Regions from separate parts of the Gossypium arboreum genome. Here region 1 is linked to region 2. Evidence: chromatin contacts called from public Hi-C data. All regions are on one chromosome and are shown on one strand. The core of a region is the stretch at or near the end of the contact, and the rest is flanking DNA. Distances in the headings are between cores, read along the strand shown. Region 1 holds the start of LOC108484335 (protein NRT1/ PTR FAMILY 6.2-like). Region 2 has its middle 12 kb from the start of LOC128294622.

What was found. A called contact is a pair of places that touch in the nucleus more often than the background predicts.
Region 1: a contact with region 2 is called in a Hi-C map of leaf, with 2.7 times the contacts expected there. The contact joins the promoter of LOC108484335 here to the enhancer-like site in region 2. A contact is called at or near these places in 2 of 5 Hi-C or Micro-C datasets (both in leaf).

What each region holds. Positions count from the first base shown.
Region 1 is chr6:132,594,180-132,599,755 of ASM2569848v2, forward strand. It overlaps LOC108484335 (protein NRT1/ PTR FAMILY 6.2-like), which reads left to right and starts at 2,049. Exons shown (of 6, transcript XM_017788084.2): 1 at 2,049-2,226; 2 at 2,353-2,455; 3 at 3,974-4,191; 4 at 4,289-4,830; 5 at 4,938-5,284; 6 at 5,380-5,576. The coding sequence starts at 2,224.
Region 2 is chr6:132,553,770-132,559,036 of ASM2569848v2, forward strand. No RefSeq gene overlaps it. Among protein-coding and RNA genes, the nearest start is that of LOC128294622, 12 kb to the right of the region's middle. Within about 2 kb of position 1,287, at least 1 of the 2 cell types and tissues checked has an H3K27ac peak or open chromatin away from gene starts, as enhancers often do. A contact at or near this core is called in leaf, where this site is marked.

The DNA of each region.
Region 1 (5,576 bases), core at 799-3,298, 41 kb after region 2:
AGGAAAATGACAAGTAAATCCGAACTAACTCTAAAATTAATAAAAATAAACAAAACATAATTAAGCTAAAAAACAATAAAATGTAACAAAACTAAGTGATAACATTACCTCCAAATTAAATATTATGAAAACTATACTAATATAACTCTAAATATGAGAGTTATGTACACTTCTAGTGAACTCTTTCAAGAACTCAAAACTTTTCCTACGGAAGGTTCCGATTAACTCTCAAAAGAGTGAATCAAGCTCTTGAATTGCACGGCTAGAAGTTCCTAATTGAACATTAATGTGCACTCTCAAATTCTCATTTCTAATGAGGATGAAGATCCCTTAAATAACGTCTTCGATGCAATTCCATATGATGACGAAGTCATCCTATTGATAATAGGAATTGTGTTGCCTAAAAGTATCCTTGGATCACATCCTTAATCGTCAGAATCAACTTGATTGGTATCTCATATAAAAGGAAAGAACACATCCGAAATATATGGACTCTGTAAATCTAGTTTCCTATTACAAATAAAGCTTGTTGGATTTCTATTGGTGATCTCTCTAAACTTGTTTTGGGTGTTGATTGTGGGAATATGGTTCTGATTGTATTTGTGGGTTTTTCCCATGTTAGGTTTTGTTAACAAACATGGCAATTGACTGCTTATTTTGTTATTAATAAAAGTTTTATTCTACGGGAAAAAAAAACAACAAATAAAGGTTATATTTGCGGCCATTAACATAAGAGCTAAATAATCCATAAGAGAAGAACAATTCAACATTATCAACTTTTACACACTTGTTGTTACCCGTAATGTTGTTCAAATGATTGGAGTACTCATGTTCCTCATGTTCTCTTTTTAAGTACGATAAAAAGGTAGACTGCTGTTGGATTGAAAATATCCAGACAATTGCGTGTGATTTCAGGAGACTCTTTGTTTGATTGCTGCTATACAAGTTTCTGCTATATATATGTATGATATATCAGGTGATGAGAAAGGACTTTTCTTTGGTTAATATGCTAGGGCTTTGGTAAGGAAATTTCTAGGGTGTAACATAATCAAGATATTGTTGTATCTTTTTCAAGTTTGAGTTGTTGATATCATTTTTAAAGTTTGAATCTGAGTTTACTTCATAGCAATATAATATATTTTATCATTATCATTATACGTAACATTTGTTAATTTTTGATAAAGATATAAACCTCAGAACTGTGGCTTACCAGTGCCTCTCTAGAGTTCTAATCCGTTTTAGGGTCTAACATATAGACCTCACAACTGTAACTTTTCATGATTGAAACATTCCTGATCTTCTCACAATAAAGAAAGTCGGCAATACCCTTTACTTTCACCAAAATTGACAGTTGAAAAGCATAAAGAACTACCACTTTGCGGTGTATGATAGATATAATCCTTTATGCACCTTTGCAACATTCTTTTCATGTCAAAAAAAGGTCACATATCGCAATTCATTTCAGTGTTAAATCCTTTAACCCCACTCTCTTTTGGCTCTTTTTCAGGAAAACCTTTGCTTTCTCTTTTTTTGGATCGGTTGTAATAATATTAATGTTTTCAACTCAATAGTTTCCTAAATCAGCTATGGTATATACGTAGAAATTTAAGCTTGCCTTTAGTAAAATACAATACATTAAATTGGATGTGTGGTATGGGGATGTGGGGCATCAAAGGCACTAAAAAAGCGTAGGCCAGGGTGCTGTTGTTCAAAACGTTCACTACCACATAGAATAGGTGAGATGATTGAAGGTGTGATTTTGCATGTTGCAGATTCCATTTTTCCTCTTTAACCCTCTTCAATCACCATCACCTTTTTACAATTTTCCTTATATTTTCTCAAAAAATATCTGCTAATAACAAAAAGAAAAAGCTATGTTTTTAATCAGTGCCAGAACCTTCCACCACACAAAAAAAATGCGATAAACCTAATCCCTTAACATAGAAATATAATAATATATATCTATAAAATAAGACTAGTAATCTGTCTTATTTACTTAGTGGAGAGCCACTTTTTAGTTTTTTAACTTCAACATTGTTTGTTACACTTGTAATCTTCTTGCCTATAAAAAGGGAAGCTAATTTCCAAGACTTCCAAGTTGCGAATTTAAGCAACCAAAGAAAGACAAGGGCATTTATTACAACCTTACTCTCCTTTTCCTGTCTTTCTTTTTCAGTATTGTGGTGCTCCTTCCTTTCTTTAACAGCTACAATATTCAGAAACATGGTGGGTTTTTGGTTTCCATGCACACTATATATGAACAATGGCTGACAACCCATTTTCCTTCTTTGTTTTGTGAACATGATCATTTGGTTCAATGCTTCTAAAATATTTTGTTGATGGGCTGATCAGGAAGGGAAGATGAGTTGGACGGTGGCGGATGAGGTGGACTACAAGGGTTTCCCGGCTGACAGATCCAAAACTGGTGGTTGGATGCCAGCTGCACTCATTCTAGGTTTGCTCCTTATTTACACCATCCGCCATTGAATTTTGTTTCACCATCATTATTTGAGCTGGTTTGAGATGAACTTAAGACAGCTTTACACATTTTGGCTTACCACTATTTTGCTGGACAAGCATTCAGCATTCCATGTGACATCATATTATCATATAGAATCTCTGTTACTAGTGTTGGATACATAAATACGTCCAACACAAGTATGTTTATAGCTTATATTTAGATATTCATTAAATATTAGTGTTACAAATGAGTATTTCAAGAAAAAAGTAAAAATAAATTGAGAGTAAATATTGCTGGTGAATGTGTGAAACGGGATGGTGATATTCCATCAAAGCAACAGGCGGTTAGTTCATGCAAAGGTGTTGGGGCTCTTAAGTCTATATATATATATATTTGGTACAATAAGTCTAAAATTTTTTAACTGGAGAATTAAGCACAAAAATTTACTAGCAAATTCAGCACTAATACATGAAAGCCTTTGACAAGTAAGAGAAAAACTTAATGCTAGTCCTCAAAACATGGGAAAACAAATTAGACACCTGGCTCTATCAGACACTTACCAAAATTTGAGTTACACAGATGGGACCCATCAGAGCTGCAATTCATAAATACTTACAATGAGGATAAAATTCATGTCATTTTCTGTTTGGATTATGGGATAAGGAAGATATTCTATATATCTAGTCCCAATCATGCAGGAAAGTAATGACTGAGGGCAATGTCTTCGACCCAAATTTACTTTTTGTTGGGTTTTGTGAATTTAATCTTCACTTTTAGATTTTTGAAATTTTAGACTTCTTCATACTAATTCATTAATTAAGTTATATTATTTTTAAAAATTAATGCGATAATATTATTTTACATGTAATGTCTTATTAACTTGTTATATTCATATGTTACTTACAAGAAAAATAATTAATATATTTAATGACGGTCACTTACTATAATAAGATTGAAATTTTGAAATTCTAAAATATAGAAATTGAAAATAATTCACTTGATGAACATGGACTGAATCTATAACTTTATGCATAATATAGTATTAATAGCAAATCAAACAGATTTAATTATTACTGTTTGGTCAAGACTAAAATTTCAAAAATTGAAAAAATATAATGACTAAAATTGATCAATTTGAAAAATGTAAGGACTAAAATTGATCAAATTATGGTACATATATTAAATCTACAACTTATGCAAAGCACAAGGACTAATAGCAGAATTTCACCATTTACTTTCCACCATAATTCTTTATGTTATTAAATAACTCCACTTTTATAGCATTATTATATAGGTTTCACTTTCTGCTGACAATTAACGTCCCTTTAAGAAAGAAAGAAAAAGGTTCACTCACCTTTTTGATTATTTAATGTAATTGAAGTACTTAATAAATCTCTGCTTCTTAGTCATCAAATTACAATCATCGACTTCCCCCACTAGAAAAAAAAAAGCTGATAATAAAATAATTTGTGAAACATGTAATAATGCTGATTTGTTGAAACCATTTCATAGGGATTGAGATCTGTGAGAGGTTGTCAACAATGGGGATTGCAGTTAACCTTGTGACATACTTGGGAGGAACACTGCATTTGCCAAGTTCAACTTCAGCCAACGTAGTCACAGATTTCATGGGCACATCTTTTCTCTTGTGTTTGCTTGGTGGCTTTCTTGCTGATACATTCCTCGGCAGATACAAGACAATTGCCATATTTTCTATCATACAAACACTTGTGAGTGTTAAAGAAAGCAACAAAGAAAAGAAAATTTTCATTTCAATCTTTAATTGATCAGTTTTTGACTGTGATTATGATGTATATGGTGATGTAGGGGACTGGCACATTAGCATTGGCTACAAAGCTGCCACAGCTTCGCCCACCACCATGCCATGGATCCCATACATGCAAACAAGCCAATGGATTTCAGATGGGGATTTTATACATCGCTCTATATCTCATTGCACTAGGCACAGGTGGCCTGAAATCCAGTGTCTCAGGATTTGGAACTGATCAGTTCGATGAAAAAGATGAAAAGGAGAAAGCCCAAATGGCTTATTTTTTCAACAGGTTCTTCTTTTTCATCAGTACTGGAACCTTGATGGCGGTCACAGTGCTTGTTTACATACAAGATGAAGTTGGTCGAAGCTGGGCTTATGGGATCTGCTCAGTCTCCATGTTTGTAGCCGTTTTGATATTTTTATCAGGGACCAAAAGATACAGATACAAGAAAAGCTTGGGAAGTCCAATAGTTCAGATTTTCCAAGTTATTGTAGCCGCAATAAATAAGAGGAAGATGGAACTACCTTACAATGTCGAACTATTATACGAAGATACTCCTGAAACTTCAAGAATTCATCATACAGATCGGTTTCGGTGGGTTTTCCAATCTACTCAGTCTTCTGTATACATAACTTAATCATTTATTTCTTTGCTTTTGACGTTTTTTCCCCCTTGTTTCGTTCATATATGCTAAATCCTAGGTTCTTGGACAAGGCCGCCATTGTTGGGGAAGGTGATCTTGAGAGAAACGTTGGGCCTGCTGCTGCTCCAAATCCTTGGAAACTTTGCCCAGTCACAAGGGTCGAGGAAGTGAAAATGATGGTGGCGCTTCTCCCAATATGGGCCACAACCATCTTATTTTGGACCACTTACGCACAAATGATGACCTTTTCAGTGGAGCAAGCCTCCACCATGGAAAGATCAGTTGGAGGTTTCCAGATTCCTGCAGGTTCCCTCACTGTCTTCTTTGTGGCAGCTATATTGATCACTCTGGCTGTTTATGACCGTCTCATTATGCCATTATGGAAGAAATGGAAAGGAAAACCAGGTATGTATGTATTAGGAAAATAATAAATGACATACTAAATCATGCTATAATTTATTTCAATATAATTACCATTTCAATTCTTTCTGGTGCTACAGGTTTCAGCAGCCTGCAGAGAATTGCCTTAGGCTTAGCACTATCAACTATGGGAATGGCATCTGCCGCAATAGCCGAGGTGAAAAGACTGGAAGTGGCTCGAGCCACGGGTGCAAGTGCAACGACTGAAACCCTGCCTGTAACAGTGTTCATATTGATCCCACAGTTCTTCCTAGTGGGTGCCGGTGAGGCTTTCATT
Region 2 (5,267 bases), core at 37-2,536:
TGGAGGAGCATTCTGATCTCAATTAAGCAAGGGTGTGAAACAACATGGTGGTGTAATCAAATGAGACATGAACAGCAATTGATACTTGTCAAATGATGATATCCTAATTTCAGTGTTTAGCAAGTTGAGAGGGAGATTAGAGGTGGACAAGCATTTTGATCTCAAGCGAGGTTCTGCCATTTTGGATAACAACATGGTGCAAGATGGAGAAGTTTGTGGCTCTGATTGGCCCATACAAGATCTACATGCGTATAAAACTAATGCTCGACATCTACAATACAGCTGATACCGCACGCCACTATCACCAACAAATAATTACTACCCACTAATTTTATATGGATCATGTGATTGGAAATGCAGCTCAAAAAATGTATTATATTCTGGATCTGGAGGGATATTGCATGCAAGCAACGGACCAAAAGGAAGTGAAGAAAATAAAAGAAAATTGCAACTTGATGGAGGTTAGCTTGCCGCTGTTGATGAGAAAAATTCCAATATGGATGACATGACTCAAAAGAATATTCCTTCAAACCTTTTACAACAGAAGACTGAAATCAATTTAAAATAGCCGTCAGAATGCATGTTTTGTTTTTAACCACAATGAACATGTTTTTAACCAAAAGTGCCACTCCTCGCTCCTATTAGACAGAGTATAATAGAGTTTCGTGTATTAAAAGTTAGATTATATTTTATCTTTTTACTTAAAAATGAGTCAATTAGTTTATGTACATTAAATCAAAGAGCAAATATGTCATTTTGTTAAAAATTCTATCAATTTATGCTTTTGAAAATTGGTCTCTGTATGTCAGTATTGAGGTACACATGACACGTCACATATTAATATCTAGTTATTCTGTCAATCACGCCAGTTTTTAACAGTATAAATAGATAAAATTTTTAACAGAAAGGACTAATTTACATTTTAATCTAATGTACAAGAACTAATTTACTAATTTTTTAAGTAGAGAAGGCAAAATATAATTTGACTTTTAATATAATGACCTTCATAGTACTTTTGCTTTCCATAGTTGATATGCTTATATACTTGCCTTCCAATAAACTTCTTTTTAATAAATTAAACATGTTATAAATTTTGGATTCAAATCTTAAACTGATTAGATATCAAACATTAAACTAAGCTGAGATTATTATTTAATACAATTTAAATTAATTATATATGAAGATGGATGTGAGTTCAAACATGCATTAAATAGAATATTGATAGTGGAAGGGAAGAGGGTGAAAAGAGAGGAAAGGGCCCATGGGAGGTAGGAAGGGATTTTCATTTGTTTGATGAAGCAAGTGGGATGCAATGGCCGGTGGGTTTGGTTTGAATCAGTTTTCCAGTGGTGTCAGTGTTGCATTTTTAATAAGTGTGAAGTCAAAAACCCTGTGGCACGTGCAGGTCACATGGAGGAAATGAGAAATGCTGGGTACTACAGGTTATTCATTTTCTTTTGATGTTGTTGTGTATAGGAGTTGTCCAAGGTTTTTGAGTTGATAGTCAACTTTCTTGACCCTACTGAACAATCATTATTATTCTTGTCAACTTCACTTTGTTTATGAAATTCCCAATATATAATGTCTTTTATATAGTGGTAGGTCTAAATAGAATAGTTTTGTTGTTGATATAGAGGGATCTTTTTCTCAATAGATTCAACTTTCATAATTAGAACCCAGATATGAAATAAAAGTAAAATAAGTGGTATTTGTTTAACCTGTTCAATCCCATTCAATTAAGGTATCTGCAAAATTATTCCTATATAAATGTTCACAAAATTTGAATGATTATATTTCACTTTTATGTTCCAAAAAAGGATAAAATAATATTTTAAGTTATCAACTTGAACATTTAAAAAAAATAAAATTGGCTTAACATGGCAGTTTACGTGGTGGTTTTAGCATGTTTTATTGTTGACATATTATTCATTCGTCTTATATGTAATGTTAGTAAATATATTTAATTTTATTAAAAATTAAATATTATAATAAAAATTTATTAAAAAATTAAAATCTTCGTATTTTAAAATTAAAGTACATTAAAAATATAAAAAATCTACAAATTTCAACAATTGTTAAAAATACAAATTTTAAAAAAAAGTTAAAACCTCTTCAAAATTTTCAATGCTTCTATGATAAACAAGTTGCAGTGTTGTTTGAATTGGACCGGACAGGATTGATTGGTCGAAACGGGAACTACCGAGATACCAGTTTGGAGATTTACTTTAAACCGGTTAGATTGAGAATCGGTACGAACTGGTTGAACTGGTGTTTTTGAAATTTTTTTGAATTTTCAATATTTTTTAGTTGGATTGGTCGGACCAACAAATCGTTGGCCTAACTGATTTGACCATTAGTTTGGTTTTAAAAAAACATTGAGAAGTTGGCCTGCTTCCTAATTAAAATCTGCCTTTTTTTATATGAAAAATCACTATTAAAATGTAAATATAAGTATATGTTTGATCAACTACAATGTGGAATTAAACCAATACAAAGCATAGTGGAAGGAGTATCGAAAAGAATTGAACAAAACCTACATATAGTATACGTACATGATGGAACCAAGACCCACATATCACAATTGTACATGATGAGACTCATATCTAAATATTCAATGATTTAAGACCTTTTCCTTAACCAATAAGCCAAGGCTTCATTGGTGATATTAAATCTTTCATTTAATCTTTGTTTTCTGAAGCTTTATTTTTTTTTTCAATTTAGCAACATTGGTTTAGTTTCTAATATAGAAGCCCAATGAATCAAAACAAAAAGGATTTTTGTTCTTCTGATTGCGCACGTGGTATTATGAGAACCAACTAGAGAAACCTTTCAAGCAACCCTCACCTTGTCTTGTCCAAAGGTCCACTTAGTGATCAACTATCCGCGTGCTTCATATCCCCTCATAGGTGGTCCGTCTGTCCTTAACCACATTATCAAATCCTTTGTTAAGCCATTTATTACTAACAAGTGCATTCTCCTCAAGATGACCACTTGGGAACTATCACCCACCTATAAATACCCCCAAAGCACAACATAAAGGAGGGCTCTCTCCTTTCCTTCCAACATCCTCTCATTTCTATTCTCTTCTCTACTACTTATTTTTTTCGGCTCTCGGCCCTGACATAGGTGAACCAACCTCCCTCCTCACTAGCCCCTCCTCTTTCTCCAACCTCATTCCGATTGAGACACATGGCAGCACGAGAATCAACTAGAGAAACCTGCAAACGACCCTCACCTTGTATTGTTCGGATGATCACTTATTGATCAACTACTCGCATGCCTTGTACTCCTTCATGGGTGGTCTATCTGTCCTTAGCTATGCGGTTGGATCCTTTGTTAAGCCAACCATTACTAATGAGTGTACTCTTTTCAAGAGGACCACCTATAAACAAAGAAATCCCAAATTTTTGTAATAAACTTGAAGAACTTGTAGACTTACCGATTGGGATTAAACCCATAAGGTGTAATTGGATCTACAAGAAGAAGAGATATGCAGAAGGGAAAGTGAAAACATATAAAGCTAGACTTGTGGGGAAAGGCTACACACAGAAAGAAGGCATCGATTACGATGAGACCTTCTCTCCGGTAGCCATGCTTAAATCTATTCGCATACTCTTATCCATTTTCGCTGCTTTCGATTACATATCTGGCAAATGGATGTTAAGATAACATTCTTGAATGGATATCTTTATGAGATCATTTACTTGGCTCAACCATTGGCTATGTTGTCAAAGGAAAGGAGCAGAAAGTTTGCAAACTGCTAAGATCCATTTATGGGCTTAAGCAGGCATCCCGTTCATAGAATAAAATATTTGATCAAACGATCAAGACTTTTGGATTTGGGCAAAACACTGATGAACCTTGTGTTTAGAAGCGTATAAATGAAAAAAAGTGGTCTTCTCATTTTGTATGTCGATGGTATTCTACTTATCGAAAACTATGGGGGAGAATTGTCATTGGTTAAACTGTGGTTAGCTCAACAGTTTAGCATGAAGGACTTGAGTAAAGCTAGTTATATTCTTGGAATTCGAATCCTTAGGGATTGAAAGAATAAAAGGTAGCTCTATCTCAAGCTTCATACATCGATAAGGTATTGGAACATTTTTCAATGACCGATGCAAAGCCAGACGTTCAGCTAATTGCATCAGGTTTTCATCTTTCTTTAGATGACTGCCCTAAGACAGCAGAAGAAAGAAAGCATATGAGTAAGGTTCCATATGCTTCAGCAGTTGGAAGCCTTATGTATGTGATATTTTACACACATCCAGATATCTGTTTCACAGTAGGAATGGTTAGTCAATATCAGATGAATCCAGGTCTCAGGCATTGGCAAGCTGTAAAGCATATAGTAAGGTATCTTAAAAAAACTAGGGATTATATGCTTATGTATTCTAGGGAAAACCTTACTCTTGTTGGATACACAGACTCAGACTTCTAAACCTGTAAAGATTTAAGGAAATCGACATCGAGAAATGTATCCATTCTAGGCCGTGGAGCCATAGCACTACCGGCTCTATTATGGAGGCCGAGTATGTGGCTGTTTTTAAGGCAAGGAAAAAAGTAATATGACTTTAAAAGTTCTTAATCGAACTTGAAGTTATTCCTGGTATGGAAAAAAGTTATAACATTGTATTGTGATAACAGTGTTGCAATAGCAAATACCAAGGAAATGAGAAGTTACAATAGGACGAAACATATTGATCAAAAGTATCACTTGATACAAGAGCCAGTAACCAAAGAAATTGAAGATGTGATGAAAGTAGCTTTTGAAGATAACCTTGTGGATCCATTTACTAAGACTCTTGTAACTAGGAGTTTTAACAAACACGTCAAGGATATGAGAATACGAAACATGACACATTTACTTCAGTAGGACAAGAGGGAGATTTGGGAAATGTGCCCATGTTGTAGTAAACATGTAACTGTTTTCTATTTATTTGAACGATGAATAAATAAATAGAGTTAATTTCATATTTTACTATTATGTCTTGTATTTTCTGTCTTTTATATTTTGTATGCATAGCGAAATTGTGACAAATAAATATTAGCTCATTAATTGTTTAAAGTTCAAACTGAAGATAAGTGGCATTGTAAAGAACGTTTACATTGTGATAAATGAGTCCGTAATCCATAAAAGAATCAAAGTGAGTATGTGATTCAAATACTGAGAAGGATTATTATGTCGTCTACAATTCCAATTGGGGAGATGACTAGTTTTGACTATCGGAGCAGTTGACTCCACGAGTAGAGATATAGATGTATTCATT